Regions from separate parts of the Sus scrofa genome. Here region 1 is linked to region 2. Evidence: chromatin contacts called from public HiChIP or PLAC-seq data. All regions are on one chromosome and are shown on one strand. The core of a region is the stretch at or near the end of the contact, and the rest is flanking DNA. Distances in the headings are between cores, read along the strand shown.

Region 1 (2,700 bases), core at 144-2,643, 400 kb before region 2:
TGCTGTTAGGATAAAGCCCTCCACTGTTCCCTTGGCCTTTGAGGCCCCTGCCCAGTTCTCTACCCTTAAGGCCTGCTCACCCCATGTGCTCCAGGCTCCCTGGGTGTCCATCAGCACCCAGCACACCATCTTCTTGGCCTCAGGGCCTTTGGTCCTGCCATTCCCTCTGCCTGGAATGCTTTGCCCACTTAATTCCTACTCATCCCTCAGGCCTCCCAGGCCAGGCCAGGCGGGGCCCTCCATCCCATGCTATAACAGCCTGTACTTCTCCTTGAGGTGCTAACCACAATGGCAGAGAAACCATCAATTGTCTAATTTAGCCTTGACTGTGTGCCTCCCCAGCTTAAATGTCAGCCTGGTGGGGGCCAAGGACCATGTCATCCTATAAACAAGCCCATGGACCTCACTCCAAATGTTCAGTCTTCATAGAACGGTGAGTCCAGGAAGGAGAAGTGCACTGGAATCTGACAAATCTGGGTTCAAACCCCAACTCGGCCACTTACTAAGCGTGGGCCCAGAGCATGAATGTTACACCGAGAAGCTTTTATTTCTTTGCTATCTTCCTCATAAATCTGTTGAGAGGATAAAGCCAGCCATACCTGGGTGGGTTCTGGGCCACAAGCTGAGGTCACCCCACATCAGCCCCCTCCCTGCACAGGGCCTGGGTTCCAGCCTGGTGTATGGAAGCAGGAACACTGCTGGGGGTGATGTTAATGCCCTGCCCCCCCATCTCCAGCCACCGTGGGAATGGAGCGGCTCGCAGAGGGGAGGTGTGCGGTTTCACTTTCATAGTTTTCAAACAAGAAGACAAAAAGAGGAAAAATGAAACCACCCGGGAAAGCAGCAGGGGCCCATTTTGTCTGCAGCCTGACGTGTTTAGCTCGGCAGGCACAGCCGGCCCCGAGTATTTATTTATTTTTTAAGTAACTGATGCATGAGTCAGTCGGTTGGCTTGGTGGTAAAACGCAACCCACGATCAAGGAAATAACTGATGAACGGCATGGAGTGGATGCCGTGCCAACACACCACTCATGACTTCTGCAAATCCCTTGTTCTCGGGGCCAGCACGGGCCAACTGGAGCTGCGGTTCCTCGCGCTGCTCTCCAGGACCTGCCGCCAGCGCATCTGAGATCCTTCAACAGTTGCCTCATGCTCGCTGCTCACCGCCAATGCATGTTTGCTGTAATTATACCGTGTCTAAAGGAGAAGCACAAAAGACTTGTTGATTTTGGATGGGGGCTGACCTGGGCTGCTGGCAGAGTCTGGGCCGCCCCGGTGAGGACGTGACCAGCTGGGGCGAGTGTTGAACTCAGGCCATCGTAGCCCTGCTGCTGCCTCCTCCTGGCTCCGCTGCCAGCTGACTCGAGCCGGCTTTCTTTGGAGAATCACCCGAGGGGAACGAAACGAGGAACTGGAGTTCCTATAAAAAGCAGCTCGCTCCTTCCTCCCGCCAAGTCCCTGAATGATAATCATCTCTGAAGTGGGCTGCCCCTCCCTCCCCACCGCTAACCATGCTCATTGTCTGTCTCTTGTTTCTGCGAGGAAACATCTTGGCTTCCCAGAGAGGCCCGTCCATGGTGGCTGGGGAGATGTGGCCACCCCGTCTGAGCTGGGCTTCCTGCTTGCCCCACACAGACTGCACTGGGCAGTCAAGGGGTTGGCTAGAAGGTGCTGGAAAGGTGAGAGCACTGGCTTGGTGCCGTGGCTCATGTTCTATGTGACCGGGACAAACGACTTATCCTTGAGGGGGTTCAGTTTCTCCATCAGTTATTTGAGGGGGGTGGGCCAAAGGGTGGTTTCCCAACCCCTTTTTAATTTCTTCCCAGGGAGCAATTACATGGAACCTCAGTGCAGAAAGCGGAACGGCTTGATGAAGCGAGGGCATGTTCCACAGCCCCATCCACCCAGTCTTTCCAGTCTGGCCCCTCCAGTGACCCCTTGGGGGAACCCTAGAGTACCGGGGAACACAATTTGAAAATCATGGCTCTGATCGCAAAGGCGCCTGGCAGCCTTTGGGTTAGAAGGATCTAGGCCTGTGGAGGTAAATCCCAGGAGTTGCCTGTGACTGTGTCTCGTGAACCTGACTCTGTCCTGGGACGGGGAGGGGGCATAAATTCAGCAGGAAGACGACACCCTGTAGTAATAACAACAACAACAAAAACGATTTTGCTCCCGCTGAAGTTTCTTGAGCAACTGGCAGGCTGCCACGAATGTACTTAGGCGGAAAATCACCAGAAAAAAATGATATAATCTGACAGATTTTTCACAGGCTTAAATATTCATGAATTAAAGGAATTGGCAGAATTTTCTACATTATTAGCTTTCATCATGGCTGCAGGAGCAGTTGGTATACTGGCTGCTCTTCAAGATCCATTAATCTCGTCCATCATAAGAGCAGCCATTTTAAAATTAGCTATTTTTACTGAGTGATGGTGTACGGGGGAGACGGGGAAGTGGAAATGCGATTCCAGTTGAAAGGTCCTCCCGCTTCTCACTTTAAAATCAGCAGGACAAGCCAAACAGCATCTCCACAGGAAGGGGATCAGCAGGACTCCAGGCTGTGAAAATCCAGGCATGCAGTGCAGTGCAGGGCCCTCTAGCTCTTTTGCACAGCACAGAAAGCCTTCTGCCTGCTGAACCCAACCTCGGGGTCAGGGGCTGGGCAGGGGGGTCAGGACACCTTTCTGGGAGGCTGAGGCC
Region 2 (2,700 bases), core at 64-2,563:
GCTGCTGGGCTAGGAGGCAACCTGGTGGCCTGGGTGTTTTCCTGGATGGAGGGATGGGGCCCACTGCCCTTGACAGCATCTCCCAGCTGACGCCCAACTCCTTGCAGCCTCTGCCTTGCGCACACCCATCTCCATCACCAGCTCCTATGCTGCGCCCTTTGCCATGATGAGCCACCACGAGATGAACGGCTCCCTCACCAGCCCCAGCGCCTATGCCGGCCTGCACAACATCCCACCCCAGATGAGCGCGGCTGCCGCTGCCGCTGCTGCCGCCTATGGCCGATCGCCAATGGTGAGCTTTGGAGCTGTACGTAGACCTTTTGGCTCCTTTTTTGGGGGGACCGGGCCCTGAATGGGGAAGTTGGAGTGGGTTAGGGATGCCCTTCCTGGTGACCACGTCGCTGCCTTTCGGGTAGACTGTTTATTAGAAACAAGACAGGAACACACACTTGGGGCTCAGCAAACCTGGGTCTCATCCTGCTTGCCCATTAGTCACCCTGTGACCTCATGCAACACAGCCTCCCTTTCCATGTGGAAATCGAGGCTGACACCTGTTTTTCTGGGCTCTGTGGGAATGGGAATCCCCGCAGTGAGTGAGGTGAGTTTCCTTGGCAAATGGGGCTGCCAGGTACACAAAGATGTGTCTGCTGTTACTGCTCAGCACTTGGGTTGGCAGGGGCAGTTTCTCTCCTGACCTCCTGAACATGGGGTGGTGGTCTCTTCTCTACATGGCCTGCTGGGACACCAGGAGAGGGGACAGGGATCAGCTTGTCTTGCAGAACAGGGAGAACGAGCGGAGGGTGGGGGTGGAAGATCCTGGTTCAGAGTCTGAGGGTCTGGACTGTCACCCTGTCCCTGCCATTGTCCTGGGAAAGGCACGTGACCCTCCTGGGCATGTGTTCTCTCTGGAACAAGGGGCTCTGCTCTGCTTGGCTGCCCCTCAGGTTCTGAGGGGGAAGCAGTGCAGGAGGAAGGCGGGGTGGGGCATGTGTGGTGGGGGATGCGTGGCGGCACCCTCACTGAGGGCCTTGTCTTGCTTTACAGGTTGGCTTTGACCCTCACCCTCCCATGCGGGCCACGGGCCTGCCCTCAAGCCTTGCCTCTATTCCTGGTGGAAAACCGTAAGCTCTGGCTGTATTTGTATTTGTTGTACGCTTCTTGGGGAGGGCGGGGGTGAGCATACCACCCATCCACTTCTTCCCTGCCCTGGGAGACCACCCCCCCCAGGAAAGGCGCCCCCAGGCCAGGCTGCAGTGCCAGCAATGGCTGCCTGGCCACACTCCTGCTCAGCCCCAGGCTCCCTCTGAAAGGGAATGAGGGAGGTTGGGGTTGAGGCTGTAGTCCCTGGGCTCTGAGAGAGAAGGGACACTTCAGATGCCAGGCTCTCCCATCCAGATGCCATGGAGCTGGTGCCATGCCCCCGTCTTGGGGGCTCCCGGGGGTTCCGCCCCCAGCTGGTGCCCACTGTGACCTAAACCAGTAGGCAGACCATGCCCGCTCAGGCCCGGCTGTGATGTGTTCATTTGATGATGATTCATTTGATGATGACGATGTGTTCAAGTGATGATGATTCATTTGAGGAGCCAATTTTCCTTCCTAATATCACTGGCTCCTGGGCGACGGGGGGAAGCATTCAGACGGCATCGTTTCCAGGATCCCTGTGTTAAGGATTCTGTAGCTGGTAGGAAAGGCTGTCCCAAGGCAGTGTGGGGTTAGCCACCTGGTTGGCAGCAAGGCTGGGTAAGCAGGAGTAGAGGTCAAGGCAGGGTTATGAAGCACTCTCCACCCTGGCAGAGCCAGACGGAGGAGGCCAGGGTACCGGCTTCCCTAGGATCTGGGGAGGGAGCACCTGGAGGCAGGGGGTGGGACCAGTCAATCCAGGCAGAACCCCTGGGAACCGTTAGAGGATTAGAGATGCCAGGAGTGATGGTTCTCCCCCTTCTAGAGCGTACTCTTTCCACGTGAGTGCTGATGGGCAGATGCAGCCCGTGCCCTTCCCCCACGACGCCCTGGCAGGCCCCAACATCCCCAGGCACGCCCGGCAGATCAACACACTCAGCCACGGGGAGGTGGTGTGCGCTGTGACCATCAGCAACCCCACGCGGCACGTTTACACTGGTGGCAAAGGCTGCGTGAAGATCTGGGACATCAGCCAGCCAGGCAGCAAGAGCCCCATCTCCCAGCTGGACTGTCTGGTGAGGATCCTGGGGCTCTGGGCATCTCCAGCCAGGAGAGCAGGGCAACCTGGGCCGGGGGCACACCCCCATCGACCTGGCCGGGCTCGACCCTGTATTGGCTGGGCAACATTGGGCAAACCGGCAAACCTCTCTGAGGCCCACTTTCATCATCTGTAAATGGAGATGATACTGACCTGCAGGGCCTTACGAGGAGATGACTGAAAGTTTGCAAGGTTATAAATGAGGAATGGAGATGGCCTGGCAGCTTCCTGGAACTGCCGTGAATAAGGGCAAGAAGTGAGCAGAAGTGATAAGGGTGCTGCTGGATGTGATGCCCCCGGGAGGAGGGGGTTGGGTGGCCCTGAGCACTGCCCCTTCTCCCTCCAGAACAGGGACAACTATATCCGCTCCTGCAAGCTGCTCCCTGATGGACGGACGCTCATCGTGGGCGGCGAGGCCAGCACGCTCACCATCTGGGACTTGGCCTCACCCACGCCCCGCATCAAGGCTGAGCTGACGTCCT

Evidence for each region. HiChIP or PLAC-seq counts read pairs in DNA pulled down with a chosen protein or histone mark.
Region 1: a contact with region 2 is called in an H3K27ac HiChIP or PLAC-seq map of alveolar macrophages. The contact joins two enhancer-like sites. A contact is called at or near these places in 2 of 47 Hi-C or Micro-C datasets (both in liver) and 1 of 2 datasets of contacts at active chromatin or transcription factors (alveolar macrophages).

What each region holds. Positions count from the first base shown.
Region 1 is chr1:168,211,099-168,213,798 of Sscrofa11.1, reverse strand. All of the region lies in intron 1 of LOC110262000 (a long non-coding RNA gene), which reads left to right. Among named protein-coding and RNA genes, the nearest start is that of UACA, 240 kb to the left of the region's middle. Within about 2 kb of position 1,393, at least 45 of the 83 cell types and tissues checked have an H3K27ac peak or open chromatin away from gene starts, as enhancers often do. A contact at or near this core is called in alveolar macrophages, where this site is marked.
Region 2 is chr1:167,814,389-167,817,088 of Sscrofa11.1, reverse strand. It overlaps TLE3 (transducin-like enhancer protein 3), which reads left to right. Exons shown (of 20, transcript XM_021100790.1): 13 at 108-292; 14 at 1,045-1,121; 15 at 1,946-2,195; 16 at 2,565-2,700. Among named protein-coding and RNA genes, the nearest start is that of TLE3, 40 kb to the left of the region's middle. Within about 2 kb of position 1,313, at least 4 of the 83 cell types and tissues checked have an H3K27ac peak or open chromatin away from gene starts, as enhancers often do. A contact at or near this core is called in alveolar macrophages, where this site is marked.